Linked DNA regions of Zea mays: regions 1 and 2 are each linked to region 3. Evidence: chromatin contacts called from public Hi-C data. All regions are on one chromosome and are shown on one strand. The core of a region is the stretch at or near the end of the contact, and the rest is flanking DNA. Distances in the headings are between cores, read along the strand shown.

The links. Hi-C and Micro-C count contacts between places; a contact is called where the count stands out from the background.
Region 1: a Hi-C map of ear shows a contact between it and region 3, with 4 times the contacts expected there. The contact joins the enhancer-like site here to the promoter of LOC103629174 in region 3. A contact is called at or near these places in 2 of 25 Hi-C or Micro-C datasets (bundle sheath and ear).
Region 2: a Hi-C map of endosperm shows a contact between it and region 3, with 2.5 times the contacts expected there. The contact joins the promoter of LOC100277145 here to the promoter of LOC103629174 in region 3. A contact is called at or near these places in 2 of 25 Hi-C or Micro-C datasets (bundle sheath and endosperm).

What each region holds. Positions count from the first base shown.
Region 1 is chr6:33,142,921-33,148,032 of Zm-B73-REFERENCE-NAM-5.0, reverse strand. No RefSeq gene overlaps it. Among protein-coding and RNA genes, the nearest start is that of LOC103629169, 26 kb to the right of the region's middle. Within about 2 kb of position 2,607, at least 18 of the 20 cell types and tissues checked have an H3K27ac peak or open chromatin away from gene starts, as enhancers often do. A contact at or near this core is called in bundle sheath and ear, where this site is marked.
Region 2 is chr6:33,029,229-33,034,350 of Zm-B73-REFERENCE-NAM-5.0, reverse strand. LOC100277145 reads right to left here and starts at 1,620. Exons shown (of 2, transcript NM_001150796.1): 1 at 822-1,620; 2 at 1-278. The coding sequence starts at 1,542.
Region 3 is chr6:33,466,744-33,471,191 of Zm-B73-REFERENCE-NAM-5.0, reverse strand. It overlaps LOC103629174 (trihelix transcription factor GT-3b), which reads left to right and starts at 1,272. Exons shown (of 2, transcript XM_023300439.2): 1 at 1,272-2,633. The coding sequence starts at 1,498. The coding sequence ends at 2,505.

The DNA of each region.
Region 1 (5,112 bases), core at 1,358-3,857, 320 kb after region 3:
GGATACATACAACAATTTATGTAAAATTTTGTTATTATTTGTGATCATGTAGTTGGTAACATTAGAAAAAGGTCATCATAAGAATTCAAACATACCTATTGCACAACATTAAATTTCTCCTAATAATTCGATATCCACTTCCATCCTGGTTCCGATTGCATGCTAAAAGTAAACGTGAGCAATAATAATCGAGCATGGACGCAATTGGGCAATGGGACACAGGCCCAAGCAAGGTCGCATCCTGACTGAAGAAAAAAAGGTCCAGGGTTTGCCATGGCTTCTATAGACCCACGACTACACCACATGGCTACGGCTTTTGCTGTGCTGTCTGCTAGTGCCAAGGCCTGCTCAAGCATTTTCAGTCCGGCCCAGACGCCCATCCTCCACTCCTCCAGCCATGGCCCATTTCCAACTAAATTCATCACTATGCCTTTTTAAAAAAAGAAATTATGGTTGTAGTAGCTATCAGTACCCGCAACATAACTGCTGGTGTCTCTTTTGACTTGCGGAATGCGCGGAAAGGTAAGTATGACGTGATAGTGGTCGCGGTTCCCAATCGAAACGGAGCAGCGCTGCGCCTGCGCGTAATAATCCCATCAGCTGGCGGTGGGGGTGGGTCGGTGTCCACAAATCATCTCTGACTCTGAACTGATCAAGGCGACGGGGCAGCTAGCTCTGTGATGAAGACCTAGGCTACTACCTGCTACTCGGTTTGCAGTCAGCGAACATGAGGTATACGCTTCGTTAACCTACTCCAGTTCAGAGAGCTGACATTATTTTGCACCTGTCAGCTTAACAGCATAATGGCCAACCAAAAGGGCAATATGATTGTGTTTGTTGCTGTGTAACAACACCAGAGTATGTAAAGTGGTGTAGGAAGATTAGAGTTTCTACATCAGAGTTATTGATGAACGTGTCTTGGCAGCTGACAGCGCTGTAATTGGCAGAGCCAAGCTATTGAGTCCAGCAGGGAATAAAAGGGACTGGGATTTTAACTGATGTGTGCATTTTTTTTCCTTCTTCTTTGGTTGGAGGAGAAGAATGGGGAAAAATTCAGCTTCTGGACAGGCTAGGATCCTGCGAATTCTTCTAGAATGTACCGTGGGAGTGGCCACAGCTTGGAGTAGACTAGAGATGTCAATGGAAAATTCCCCACCGGGTTATAGCATCTCATACTTATCTCTATCATATTTGATCCATCCCTATACCCATCCTCATACCCATCATGGGTGCAAAATCCATCTCATACCCATCCTCATTCGGTTTTCGAGTCTCCAATGGGTCCTCATCCCCAATTAAGGGATAACTAGGTACTAACAACTAGTACAAACTATCTAGATTTCATACATCACCACATCCGCAAGCACTCATCCATGAACTATGATCCATTCATCCATCCATCAAAAAGAAATCAGTACTTCGTGACCAATAGAAGAAATGGAGAAATAGAGTCTCCTTACCTTCCTTGGTCACCATCCGAGTTCGTTGGTGCCTGAGAATCCATGGTCGTCACCGTCGTCCTAAGCTCCTAGCAGTCGGTGTAGTGTATGGCTGGTTATTTTAGGGTTTTGTTTTTTGCTAGTCTGCTAGTTGTTTTGTTGGGCTAGGACCTGGGGTTTGGTGCGCTGCCGTGTTGGACTTAGTGGTCGGCTCGGCCTCAACTTATTCATATAAACAGGACATGTGTACACGTATGAAATACTCATAGTTAATCGGGTTCGGATTTTTACTTCCCAAACTCATACCCGTTTACTCAATGGGTGGAGATTTTGTCCCATATCTATACCTATGAGGACAATTTTTGTCCCATATCCGTACCCTAATAGAAGAATTCTCCACGGGTTAGCAGATATTAGGTCCTCATTGACATCTCTAAGGAGACCCTATTTCTTGCTTCCAAGCATTGGAAACCTGAACGAAGCGGCGTTTATCATACATACCCCATCCATGCCATGCCGCCTGGCCTCCCTCGTATCTCGTATCTTTGTTGTTGCTTGTGAGTGTGGAACGCACGCCCTTCCTCGGACAGACCGGAAACATGGCATGGTGCTCCAATGGTTGGTAGTTCACAATTGTTTTTTTCGTTTTGGATTAAAGTCAGTTGTTTCGACAGCTATATAGCTGCAATTCTTAGAGATAAAAATACTTTAGAAACAGTAGAAGCGATTAGAACCGGCTTCTCTGTTTTCCAATTCATCTGTTAAAAAAACGTCTTTTTTTAATTACCATCAAATATCTTCAGGTTGATCAGGTTTGCTTTAGGACATGTTCGTTTGATCCCAAAATTATAGAGATTAAGGGGGATTGGAAGGAATTGGAGAGGATTTTGACTTATATGGGATTTGATTCCCTTAATTCCTATAGATTAACACAAAACTAACAGGGCCTAAAGGGAAAAGAAAACAGAATGCAACCCCGGCATCCATCCAGAAAATCGAAATTAGTTTCGGCGAAGAGATACATTAAAATTGTTTTTTTTTTGTTTTGTGTGTCTGTGTGTGTGGTCAGGAGGGAGTCCGTACATTGGATGCAACCAGAAGATGGGGGTCACGGTGTGGCGCACAAGCCTCCGCTCCGCTCCTCCACGGGGTTGCGCGCGGTGGAACGGAAACGAACGACGACGAAAGGGTCAAAAAAAACCCGCCATGCGAGGGTGGCTGCACTGGTTGGGCTTGGGCGCGACGGGAAAGGGAAGAAAGCGGCTTTTCGCTCTCGGCGGTCACCGTCCGTTGCGCCGAGCCGGTCCAGGTGTGCGACGGTGGTGTGGTGGCGGCCTGGCGGGCGATGGCGACGCGCGGCTCCGATCCACGCGCTCCCCGGCCGGCCGGCCCGCGCGCCGAGTCCGTCCGCCCGCACCGGCGCAGCTGCACACCGCAAGATGGCCCGCGCGCGCCACCGTCGCCGTCGCCGTCGCCGTCGCTATAGATGCCGGTGCCGGTGCGCGCTATAGCTAGCTAGCTTGTCCCGTTGTCCGTCGCATCGCGTGCAGTGCAAAATCTAACGCGATAGCGTGTAGGTCAGGTCGGTCAGACAGACATACATACATCATCGTTCCGTTAAACGTTTCATCACCCGGCAGGCGCGTGGCGTAGCTCACTAGTAGCTAGCAAGCCCGTTTGGTTGCGCACTGTTGGGGCCTATTTCGTCGCCGAAGGTTCCATAAGAAGAAACACCTTCGGAAGACTGGCACAAAGCCGAAGCTATTAATCAGAGGGTTTCAGAGTATATTTCCAAATGCACCGACTTAAAGATGAAATGACCAATCGGCCCGTGATAACTTGTATTGTGATTGTAAACCTTTGTAAAGGACATGATCCATCTACTAGAGCCTTCGTCGCAGAGACCTTGCGGGCCATCGCCATTGCAGAGAGAGAGAGGGAGGGAGCCGCCGCACCCAGAATTCGCCGACGCCGCCGGAGATTTTATCTCGCCGCCGTTCCACACACACCGCGACGTGGACAGCCAGCACCGCTGTTATTCTTGAACCACGGTATGAGTTCGTTTGCTTGCAGTTGCAATAGTCCAGCTTCTAGTTTGTTGGATCTATGTGCGTATTGGCCTGTGGTAGTTTCTTAGGCCGTCGTTTGGGCGGGGCATGCTAGGAAGGAGCAGTCTGCATCTAATCATCGGCCGGATCACTTGAACCCAATTCAGTATATACAATTCTTGTTATATAGACAGAGACATCCATCTACTTTCATCTAACATCATTACACCTATTTTGCTTAAATTCTAGCTATACTTATTACACTTAGCTTGTGATTTAAATTCCTCTGCCCCTCCTCCCTCGCCTCCTCCCGCACCTCGCTGGAGCACCGCCCCTCTCGCCGGAGAACCGCCCCGGCCTCCCTCGCCTCCTCCGCCTACCTCTGCCCATCCTCCCTCGCCTCCTCCCGCACCTCGCTGGAGCACCGCCCCGGCCTTCCTCGCGCATCCCCCTTTTTACCATCTCCTCCCGCCTTCCTCTGCTCCCCTGATAGGCGTCTCCTCTCCGGCTCTCCATCCCGGCCACCCGTCGCACCACCCTCCTCGTCGCTGCCTCATCGCGTCCCCCGTCGTCTGGTGGTGTGCAATCTCGAGCTGCTGAATCTATCGGAGACTTGGGTCGCTCCTCAGGTGGGTCTGAGTACCCGTCGGCAGGTTTGAGGCCTTTTTCGCTTCTCGTTCTTAGTGGATTGCTCTCTGTTTTGCTTCTACATTTTTTTCCTCGAGTTCGTCGATTGCATTTCATTTCGTTTGGTCGGGTGGGTGTGATTTGGTAGTGGTGGTTCTGAGTTGCGACAAATCATTCGGTCTTCTACAACTCAGACGAACGTGTCGGTCGTTTCCCCTGTCCTTCCTTCTCCTCTGCGTTTATCCATTCCTCAGTATTGGGGATGAGAAGCGATTTTCGTCATTTGTCAATTCATGCTTCGCTCACTGTGGCTCCGCTTCCTGAGTCGAATACCAGGAATCTGGAGCATTGGGAGTTTGAAGCTGATGATCGTACAGGCTCTTTCCATGATATGCAAGGAAAAATTTGGACGGGATGGATGCCGGGTGTTGAAATCGCGCAGACGTTTTCCAGTGGTGGTGATTTCAGCCCAGCTGGGAACAGGGTTACGGCCCAGTTTGAGAAGGCTCCGTTGGGTGACACGTGGGGTCGTTCACATCCGAATTTGCATCCGATGGTCGTGGATTCTAGCTGTCCGAATGACCTAGTGGGTTCCCGTAACCTCCCACACCTCGCCGCATTCGTCTCTCGGATGTGGCTCCTACCCACTGATTACGTTTCTCTTTACGGAGGTGGCTGGCATCGTTTACCATTCAGACCCCCATCCGAGCTGGAAGAGTGGCCGAGGTTGGGAGCTAAGGGTCTCCGGATGATGGATCCGAAGCAGCGGAGTCAAGGATGGGACAGGAGAGGACCCCGTGATCAGCAGGTGACTCCCCCATGGGGAAGAAATCGGAATCTGAGCTGGCGGCTCAGACCACCTCTGGGTAGGGGTGGCCCCAAGGTTATTCTCCCGGGGTCGTCGACATCAGGGGAAATCGAGAGCGCAGGTATTCCTAATCCCATTGCCCCATCATCGCTTACTGAGATTGATTCGGGAAGGAAATTGTTCTGTCAGA
Region 2 (5,122 bases), core at 371-2,870, 440 kb after region 3:
GTCCGCGCCGTCCCGCGTCGACGGCCACTCCGTGCTCCTCAGACCTTCCTCGACCAGCCTGCAGACCGGCTGCCAGGCGACGGACACGTCCGGCGTGACCACCTCCTCGTCCTCGCTCACCGCTCTCCTGCTCCTCCTCCTCCTCTCGCTGTCTGAGCATCTCGAGACGTGGCAGGAGCTTCGCGGTGGCGACGGCGTGCCCGGCTGGTCGAGGTCCGGGGGGTGCAGGTGCAGCTTCCTGCTTGAGTTCTGATGTTCCAGTGTTGTCTGAGGTTCATCTGCGGGAAGTGGATACGGTAACAGCGCTGTCAGCAGCAGCAGGAAGAAGCAGCATTCAGGGCACAGCATGAAGCGACATGAAAATGAGGTTAGGGAAACTTGGATCGCACCGCCTTGGAGACGTGGCCTGATTAGAGATCAATATCTAGAAGAAGTGAATAAGTGATCCATATTTAGAAGACGTAAATCTAAAAATGTAACATTTCTGGCAGATTGTTGGATATGGGCTGCTATTCTGACATGATGTGGGTTTTTTTCCCTCTCAGAACAAACTTTGATACTACAAACTTGACAGATTGTTGCGGATGGACCGCAATTCTCATGTGAAGTTCTGATCAGCTTTTTTTTAGCTCGACGACGGACATGTACTCGGAAAGATAGAGAACTTTGACAGTAGATTCTACAGACTGTCCACCAAAGCTTAGCACTCCAGTTTTCTTGCTAGCAATCTCGTCTCGCGCAAAAAGATGAAGGCGCCTAGCAGGCAGTGATGCGCATCAACTCAGTTGAATTTAGGAAGCGCCGAAGCGAGCAGGACGAACCTGAGGCAGCGGAGCAGGGCTCCGCGTGCTCCACCTCATCCAAGGAAGACGATGTGGTGGTGGTGGTGGACGACTCGTCGTGCGCCTCCAGCACAGACACGGGGCTGGAGTAGTGCGCGTCGCAGTCCGCCCACCTGCGGAGGCCGGCGCAGGCCGGGGACAGCGACTCCGCCTCGTCGTCGCCGGCGAACCGCAGCCTGCGGCGGCGCCCGTTCCGCCCCCGCTTACCCCCCGGCGCGCCCGACCTCGCCCGCCCGCCGCGCCTCGTGGCCGCCGTGGCGGCGAGCAGGAACTCGAGCTCCTCCCGGACGTCGCGCTCCCGGTCCGGGTCCGGGTCCGGGTCATCGGGGCTGAAGCTGAGGAGCAGGAACTCGTCGCTCTCCTGCCGCAGGTACGCCGGCCTCTCCCGCAGCGACGCGGACGCCCGGACCGCCAGCGGCGGCTGCGTGTTGTCCCGGTCCCACTCGCACTGACGCGGCGAGCCCTCCGCGGAGCGGCTGCGCCGCAGCAGCGGCGTCCGCGGGGGCTGGGCGTGCGAAGCCTCCGGCGGCATCGCGTCCAGGCCCATGAGCCTGGCCACAATGCAGGGGCTCCTCGTGGGCTCGTCGTCCGTCTCCGGCGCGCACGTGTGGCGTGCGGCGGCGTCTGGACGGTCGCCGGCGCTGCGCGCGCAGAGGAGGCGCCGCAGGAAGTCGAGCGCGAACGCGGAGGACGACGCCATGCGCGCGGGCTGCTCGTGAAGGGTCCCCTCAAGAAGGTGCTCGGCACGGGAGAGTGGAGTGGAGTGGAATGGGCAGAAACGACCGAGAAGGGTCCCTCAAGAAGGTGTGCTGGCCTGTGGCCTCTTTGAACCGGGGGCGGAGGGAAGGGAAACAGAGGAAGCATTGAAGGAAGACGCTGCACTGCGAGATGGAACGGAACGGAATGGAATGGGACCTTAACGATCACCGTATTTTTATTTTTGTTTTCCTATAACCTAAATTATTCGGAGGGCAAAAATAAGCCATCTTTAGTTAAAGAAAAATTTTGGTCGGGCTTACCTTTTGCAACGGGCGGAGGAGGAGACAAAAAAAAAGCGTTCGAGCCTTCGAGGAGGAGGACAGCGGAAAGGAGGAGCACCGTGCCGTGCTGCTTTCGTGGGCGGGCACTCCGTTTGAAAACGCGCCGAGGTTACCGTCCTGCTGCGGCCTGTTACGGGTTTGAGGAAAAGGCGGGCAAGCCTTGTACTGGTGGGCCTGAGCCTGCCACCCCGATCCATCTACCCCACACGAGACTTCTTCGCCGGCGCTTCGGGTCGGGCCCATGAGCAGCAGCAGTAGTATTGGTTTCAAACCCAAACCGGGGCGAGGGTCGTGGTCCGGGCCTCCGGGGGTCCATGGACGACCCAAGCCAGGCGCCATGTCAGGTCAGGTCAGCAGTCAGCTTCTGCGTCTGGCGTCTGCATGGCTGAGCCTGTTGCACTGCACCTGACCCTGCCGCTGCCTCCTGGACAGGACAGGTCTCGGCTCTTCTCTCTGGGGCCTCTGCCAATGCCAGAGTCGCAGTCGCAGTGGCAGCCTGCTCTGCTTACTGGCCACTGCTGCTCGGCCGGATCGGTCTCCCTCCGGCCCTCCCCGCTTCACACGGTCACGGCTACACGAGGAACTACAGTGTTGGTAACTACGTTACCATACATCACCAGATCCGCTCACTTTTCTCCCGTCAGCAGTAGAGGCGCAAGAAGATGTAGAGAACTCGTCTCCCTTCCCATAAACTCGACAGAGGAAACACACGAGACACTGGATATAGGGTTGGGCCTCTGGCCTCTTTCTGATCTCTCTATTATGAGGAGGTGTACATGTTTCTTATATAGAGATGTGAAACCCCTCAGGGGCAAAGCAGGTATTTGCCCACATAACCCTATCTAGGGTTACTTAACACTCCCCCTTGGGCGAATACCGCGACCAACACATGCCTCGTTAAAACTCCGAAAAACCCAGTGGGAAAAATATGGAGAAAGAGTGCATGGTGATACAAATTGCATTTGCACTTTGTTGCCTCGTTAAAAACCTCATGTGAGAAACTTCAAGAAAACTCACCAAGGGAAAAAGAGTACAACAGCTGTCATCGGGACAGATTTCGATCCTCTGGGATCTAGATTCTATCGAATCTTCTACAAGGGCTAACTTTAGAAATGTGCTCTCCCTTATCCTTGCAAAACTGTATCAATAAGCCAAAACATCTTCTTCTGGAAGTATATGCACATAAAGATTTAGCAAAAGGATTCCATATCCTTGCAAGGACTATTTCAGGAACTTTACCTCTACTCACTTCTAGGATATACGAGGTAAGTGCACGTATCGACATAAATAAGCCACTTTGAATGATGGTGTTCGATCGACTGGATCTATATATTTAATATAAACTTTCATAAAAGTTCACATATTGATCATCAAGTTGACGCCTTCAGAGCATAGAATATGACATTTATTGTCTCATGATTGTGATCAATAGCATTCGCTCCCCTGACGATGACATCTGTCAAAGTCATTATACCTCATAACTCAAGCATATTCTTCAAGATATATGTCTCATTGTTCATCTGGAATAATGAGGGTGGATGAGGCTAGGGAGATACACCTTTCATTCTATCATATACCACAATGTATACATAGTTGTGCAAAGCAAATAACTTGTCCTTCCATAGGACTTAGGAGATATTATAGTTGTAATAGTACATATTCTAGATATGACTCATCGCTCCAGGCGTTCATTCATTACAACTTCTATGATGGTGTAACAAAAGTACATGAAAGATCGTAATCCATCAGAGATTTTTCATCAATCAGATATATCGTTATAGTCTGTCATTCTGGCACAATGGGGATATTTTGCCAGTAACACCTAAACCTTATAAGTTTCTGCCATTAGGGCTTTAGAGGATACCGTAATTCCACATCTAGTAGAAATTACCATGAGTAAAACTCATGGAATGCACATGTGCTTATTCGGTGAACTTCAAGTCCTTTAATACCTCATCTTATTCCTTTTCGGGTCTGTATTGGTCTTTATCCCTTTATAGGGACTATCAAACTTTGGTGTTCAACACAGACTTTGTTTCTTCTAGATAGGTTCCATCTGGGAACGATAGTCTCAACTAGGAGATATTCTCCCTACATAGGAGAGTGATCATTCATCAGGAATGTATTATTCGGTATGAGATTTATATATTGCATATTTATAATTCAAAGATATGAGTCCTCCTAGGATCTCATGACGGATCTTCAGAATTCTATTAACTGCATATTTTAATTCATGTTATTTGCCAGATATATTACATAGTGGAACAGTGTTTATTCAACACACCTGTGGGATGGGTCTCTTACAAGACCACTTGAACCATCGCATTCACCACATATTATTTCAATAGTGCCCATAAATGTCCGAACTTCAAGCTCGTGACTTTCATTTTGCGATTATTGGTTCAGCCTCGATTGTATTTATCAATGACCCGATAAGAGAGCTGCAAGCACTCATGCCTAGGACTTTGTTTTGGATCCCTTTGCAATCTAGAGAGGTAAGATAGGTGTCGACACATTTGTCTCCCACATTTAATAATGATCTTCGTCATTTCCCAAAAACAAAAGATTCATTGTTCCGTATTCCTAGCACAATGATATTGCGCGCATTGCTAGGAATTTCATCATCAAGATGAACCTCTTCATGAGGCAAATCACCATCAGGGTGAATTAATCAGAGGAGAGTTATCACAGACCACGTGAATCTGCAATCAGAACATATACTTTGACTAAGGCCGATGGATCATATCCGCAGGCGTCCCCGCAGAATAGATCAAATGCCAATAAGTCAAATGTGGATATGATATTAATCCCGGGTATATCCACATCTACATCAGGTAGAAGCATTCAAACCAATATGGTTAATCCTCAACGATTTCTGGCAAACTCCATATACACAGGAGTACACACCGAACGACAGGTTCAGTTTGGCTTGTGTGCGTTTAATAGAATATTGAGGCATTACACTATATGGGCATTCCTCCCCCTAATGCCGAGATGTTCTAAAAGCATACAGATAAAATCCCCAACCACAATCATCCAGTTGTGGGCAATGTATGCTATTGTGGTGATTTATTTGAGAAATCTTACGCACATTACAGATAGGGGTTTTATGCAGTGAGCTTTGGACTTAGATTAATGTAGTGGCATGAATACTACATATTTGTCCTTCAACATGAAGGGTTAGTCTCAACATCCAGCGAGACACGCAACAACAAGTTGCTTCATGGTTACAATTATGCA
Region 3 (4,448 bases), core at 23-2,522:
CTACATGTGTCGGTGCACACCAGACAGTGTCTGGTGCGCCACTTGGCAGCACACTCTCAGTCTTGCTCCAATTTTTGATTGAGTCCCTAACTGAATTTCTTTCTTGGTTTGTGTTGAACCCTATGCACCTGAGATAAATGACATCTAGACAAACTAGTTAGTCCACGTGGTTTGTGTTGGTCGTCAATCACCAAAATCGATTATAGGAAATGATTAAGTCCATTTCCCTTTCAATCACAACCCCAAATGCGTGCCAACCATTCCATCTAGATATAGAAATGCATCCGACATATAATGTCTGTACTCCAACGATCGCTCCATGGATAGATTTCATGATGGCATTGCAAAAACAATCTTTCTTTTTAGGTCTTCTTGAACATGATGTATGAAATTGCCTATATGGATGTATAAATTTGAAAAGTATGACACAATCTTATGTACAATATGACCATGTTTGATGTTCTAATATTCGTACATAATACAACTATGCCTCTTATACATGTACAACCAAAAAATGAGACATGGACACTATGGACATTTTCCTCGTACACCATTCTAAAGAACACACGGGAGAAGTTGTTTTGCCAAATGAATTGCAAAATGGCTCTTGCTCCTCCGGAGAAGCCAATATGAACGAGCGGAGCTAGAGCTAGAGATGTTTTTAGAGGAGCTTAAGCCCTGCCAAAGAGGGACTTAAAACGTTGATCAAAGTGAGATATCCACTCGATATTTGGAACGCGGGAATTTCATAGGAATGGTATAGAAATTTTACAGGAATTAGTTCAAAAACACAAGATAAATGTAGGATTCAAGAAGTTTCTCTTTGTTCCAAAAGAGCCCTTAGAGCAGTTCCAACCCTTCACGTCATCCAGTTTCTATAGCATTAATTTAGCTGCCACATAGCCTAAAATATGATGTGGCAAACAATAAACGAAGAAAGATGTGTTTTGCATAAGACTTTGTTTCAACACGATATCCCAAAGAAGAAGAGTATTAAATTTAGTTTAATAATATTAATTTTTGTACTGGAGAGGAAATGACTATAAATAGTGTCTTAGGTTAGGACTGGGTAGAATGCGCAGGATTACGTGGGGACTGATTATTGGTGTGGCGTGAAGCATGAATGAAGGCAGGGCGAGCGGCGCATAGGATCCAGATCTTGCGAAGAAAAAGCAATATGAAAGCAAGCCGTTTCCGCGTTGAAACCCAGCACCCCAGCAGCAGGCGTCCAACAACACCTCTCTTTCTCTGCCTTCTCTTGGTGGTGGTCTACTGGTCTTGGTCCCGTGTGCGGCAAGGCCAAGGCCAACCCGGCTGTCTCTCCTCTCCTCTCCTGCTCTTGACTTCCATTTCCATCCCAATTCCCACCACTGACCTGACCGCCCGCACGCCGCCCTTGGCCTCGATCACATCATCCCTCCGCTCCACTTTTGCCGCCGTCCTCCGTCTCCCTCCCCCCGCGTCCAAATCCAACCATCCCCACCGCGCGCCTCCGCCATGGATCCCTTCCACCACCTCAACAGCTCCTTCTCCAATCCCTACCACCCGCTCCTCTCCCCGTCGCCGCCGCACTTTCCCCTGCCGCCCCCGCCCCCGCAGCTGCCCTCCGTCTCCGCCGCCTCCAGCGCGAGCCTCGAGCGGGAGCGCCTCCCGCAGTGGTCCCACGCCGAGACGGCCGCCTTCCTCGCCGTGCGCGCCGACCTCGATCACTCCTTCCTCACCACCAAGCGCAACAAGGCGCTCTGGGAGGCCGTCTCCGCGCGCCTCCACGCGCAGGGCTTCGCGCGCACCCCGGACCAGTGCAAGTCCAAGTGGAAGAACCTCGTCACCAGGTTCAAGGGCACCGAGGCCGCCGCCGCCGCCGCCGCGGCCGACCCGGCCTCCGCGCAGCAGCAGCAGCCGAGGCCGCAGTTCCCGTTCCACGACGAGGTGCGGCGGATATTCGACGCCAGGGCCGAGCGCGCGCAGGCATTGGAGAGGAAGAGGGCCAAGGGCAAGGGCGTCCGCACGGCGGCGGCGGCGGCGCTGGACGACGAAGGCGCCGGCGAGGGGGACGACGCCGCCGATGTTGACGACGACGAAGAGGACGAGGACGAAGAGGCCGCGGCGGGCGACGAGGAGGCCGGCGGGGGCCTGCCTGCTGCGGCGGACGCGGGCGGCAGGGCCGGCGCGAAGAAGCGCAGGCGGAAGCAGGCGCGCGCCGCCGCCGCTAGGGCCGCGGCGGGGCAGGGCGAGGTGGAGGCCATGCTGCGGGAGTTCATGCGCCGGCAGGCCGAGATGGAGGAGCGCTGGGCGGAGGCCGCCGAGGCGCGCGAGGCCGAGCGCCGGGCGCGCGAGGAGGAGTGGCGCGCCGCCATGGTCGCGCTGGGCGAGGAGCGCCTCGCGCTCGTGCGCCGCTGGCGGGAGCGCGAGGACGCCCTGCGCGCGCGCGCAGAGGAGCGCGAGGAGCGCCGCCACCAGCTCGTCGCCGCGCTGCTCGCCAAGCTCGGCGGCGCCGACTGCTGACGTGTCGTGCTGCGTCGATCGGCATGCATGATGCATCATCCATCGATCGATGGTCTCCCTCGCGCGCGCGCGCCACGCGACCAGCTCGTCCATCCGAATCGGCGAATCCTTCGACCCCCCGCCCACCGGTACGGACCAAACAACCCACGCACGCCCTACTCCTACTCGCTCATCATCCGTAGTGCACAACTTCACCAAAGCTAGCTACCTCCATCATGCATAAGCCTCCATGCGTCGATCGATCGATCGATCGATCTACTGCTAGCTAGCACTAGCTAGTCGATCGATCATATAAATCTTCTTCTGATGCGTGGCACTACTTGTTTGTTGGATTCTTGCTCAGGAGAAGGAAAAAAAAACGATGTTTCACCGCGAAGCGTGCGCATCGTCGGCCGGATAGCTACTCTACTTTACATATTTAGATGGACATCGACCACCGGTGCAGTGATCGATCAATCCATCCATGTCCATGCATCACCCCCATGATCTTTGTTGATTAGGGTTTCTCTGCTAGAATGCATGCATGAGGTGATGTGTATACATGGCATATATATATGCTTGTTAGGTAGGTGGTGAAAAGGGTTTCATGATCTATATATTGCAGCTCACCATGCATGCAATCTCATATTTGTTTAGTAGCCATCACTGATACTATAAGTAGGCTTAGCTAATTTCATCATATCCTCAGCTTCAGGATCGGCTTATTGAGCTTTTTCTGGCTTTACAAGTGCATGGATCGGAAGGATGGATGCATGCTCTTAGCTTCTCCTTGGTACTTCTCCCCATATATAGAGATCGATCTCGAGGCCTCCTCTTTCCTCCGTCGTCTTTAGTCTTTACAAGATGATCCGTAGGACCTCCCGCACCATGGTCGGTGCTTTTCCGATCCACTCGAAAACGGGTGTGTGTGGTGATATGTCTCTGCAGGCCCTGCGTAGCTTTTGAGCGACACGGCCTAGTAGCCGCAAGATCTTGCTCCGTTTCCTCTCTCTCTCTCTTCAGTTGCATGGGTAAAGATATGCATCTCACTAGCGAAAAGAGATTTGCATCTGAAAAGTTGTAGGATTGGACTGGCCGGCTAGGATAGATGATCAAGAAAGGGAGAGAGAGAGGATGCATGGTGGATACTAGCTAGAAGCACATGGTTGCTGGTAGAGGGTGCAGGAGCCTGCTTTGCTTTGCTTTGCGCTAGCTTATCATACAGGAAGGATCGAGGGAAGGGTATCGATGCCCCTGCGGCCTTCCCGTTGCATATGCATACTCTTCTACCTTAGGGGAAAAAAAGTCAGAGGTGTCCAGTAGAAGCCACTACTGCTGCATATATACACACGACCAACCAAAGTAGCAACTAGCTAATCAGCATCTAGTCTCTAATCTCTATGAGGTGTGCTTGCTTGTGTTTGAAACGATAATAACTAGTGTCAATTACATGATCATCTCCTCCCTAATGATGTGTGAACCGCGTGTCGTGGAATGCATCATGGCGTCTCTTGCAGACAGTGGGCGCGCCGCGCGCGCGCATGCGTGTGGTTAGTATGAACCCATCAGCATGCATGCACAGTGTGTGCGTAAAAGCGTCGTAGTATGAAACCGCGTTACATGTGTACGCGCACCATATGCGTGTTCGGCCGAGAATGAATTTGCTGGCCCTATACATTACTATATTATACTTACACTACATTATATTATTTGAGAGGGGGGGGGGGGGGCGTAGCTAGTTGACCAGCAAGTGATGTCAGGTTCTCTTCTACAATTAATGTTTATTTATACGTTTGTATATGTGGGTTCAGTCATCATTCATACGCTAATAAAATCCATCAAAGCTAGCTAGCTAGATCTGTGCTTTTGTCATCAGTAGATACGTAAATAGAACTGCCATTTCTTTCAAGGAAAACTGCCAGTGTGGCTTGTGCGAATCCTTTGGGTGAAAGCCAAATGCATGG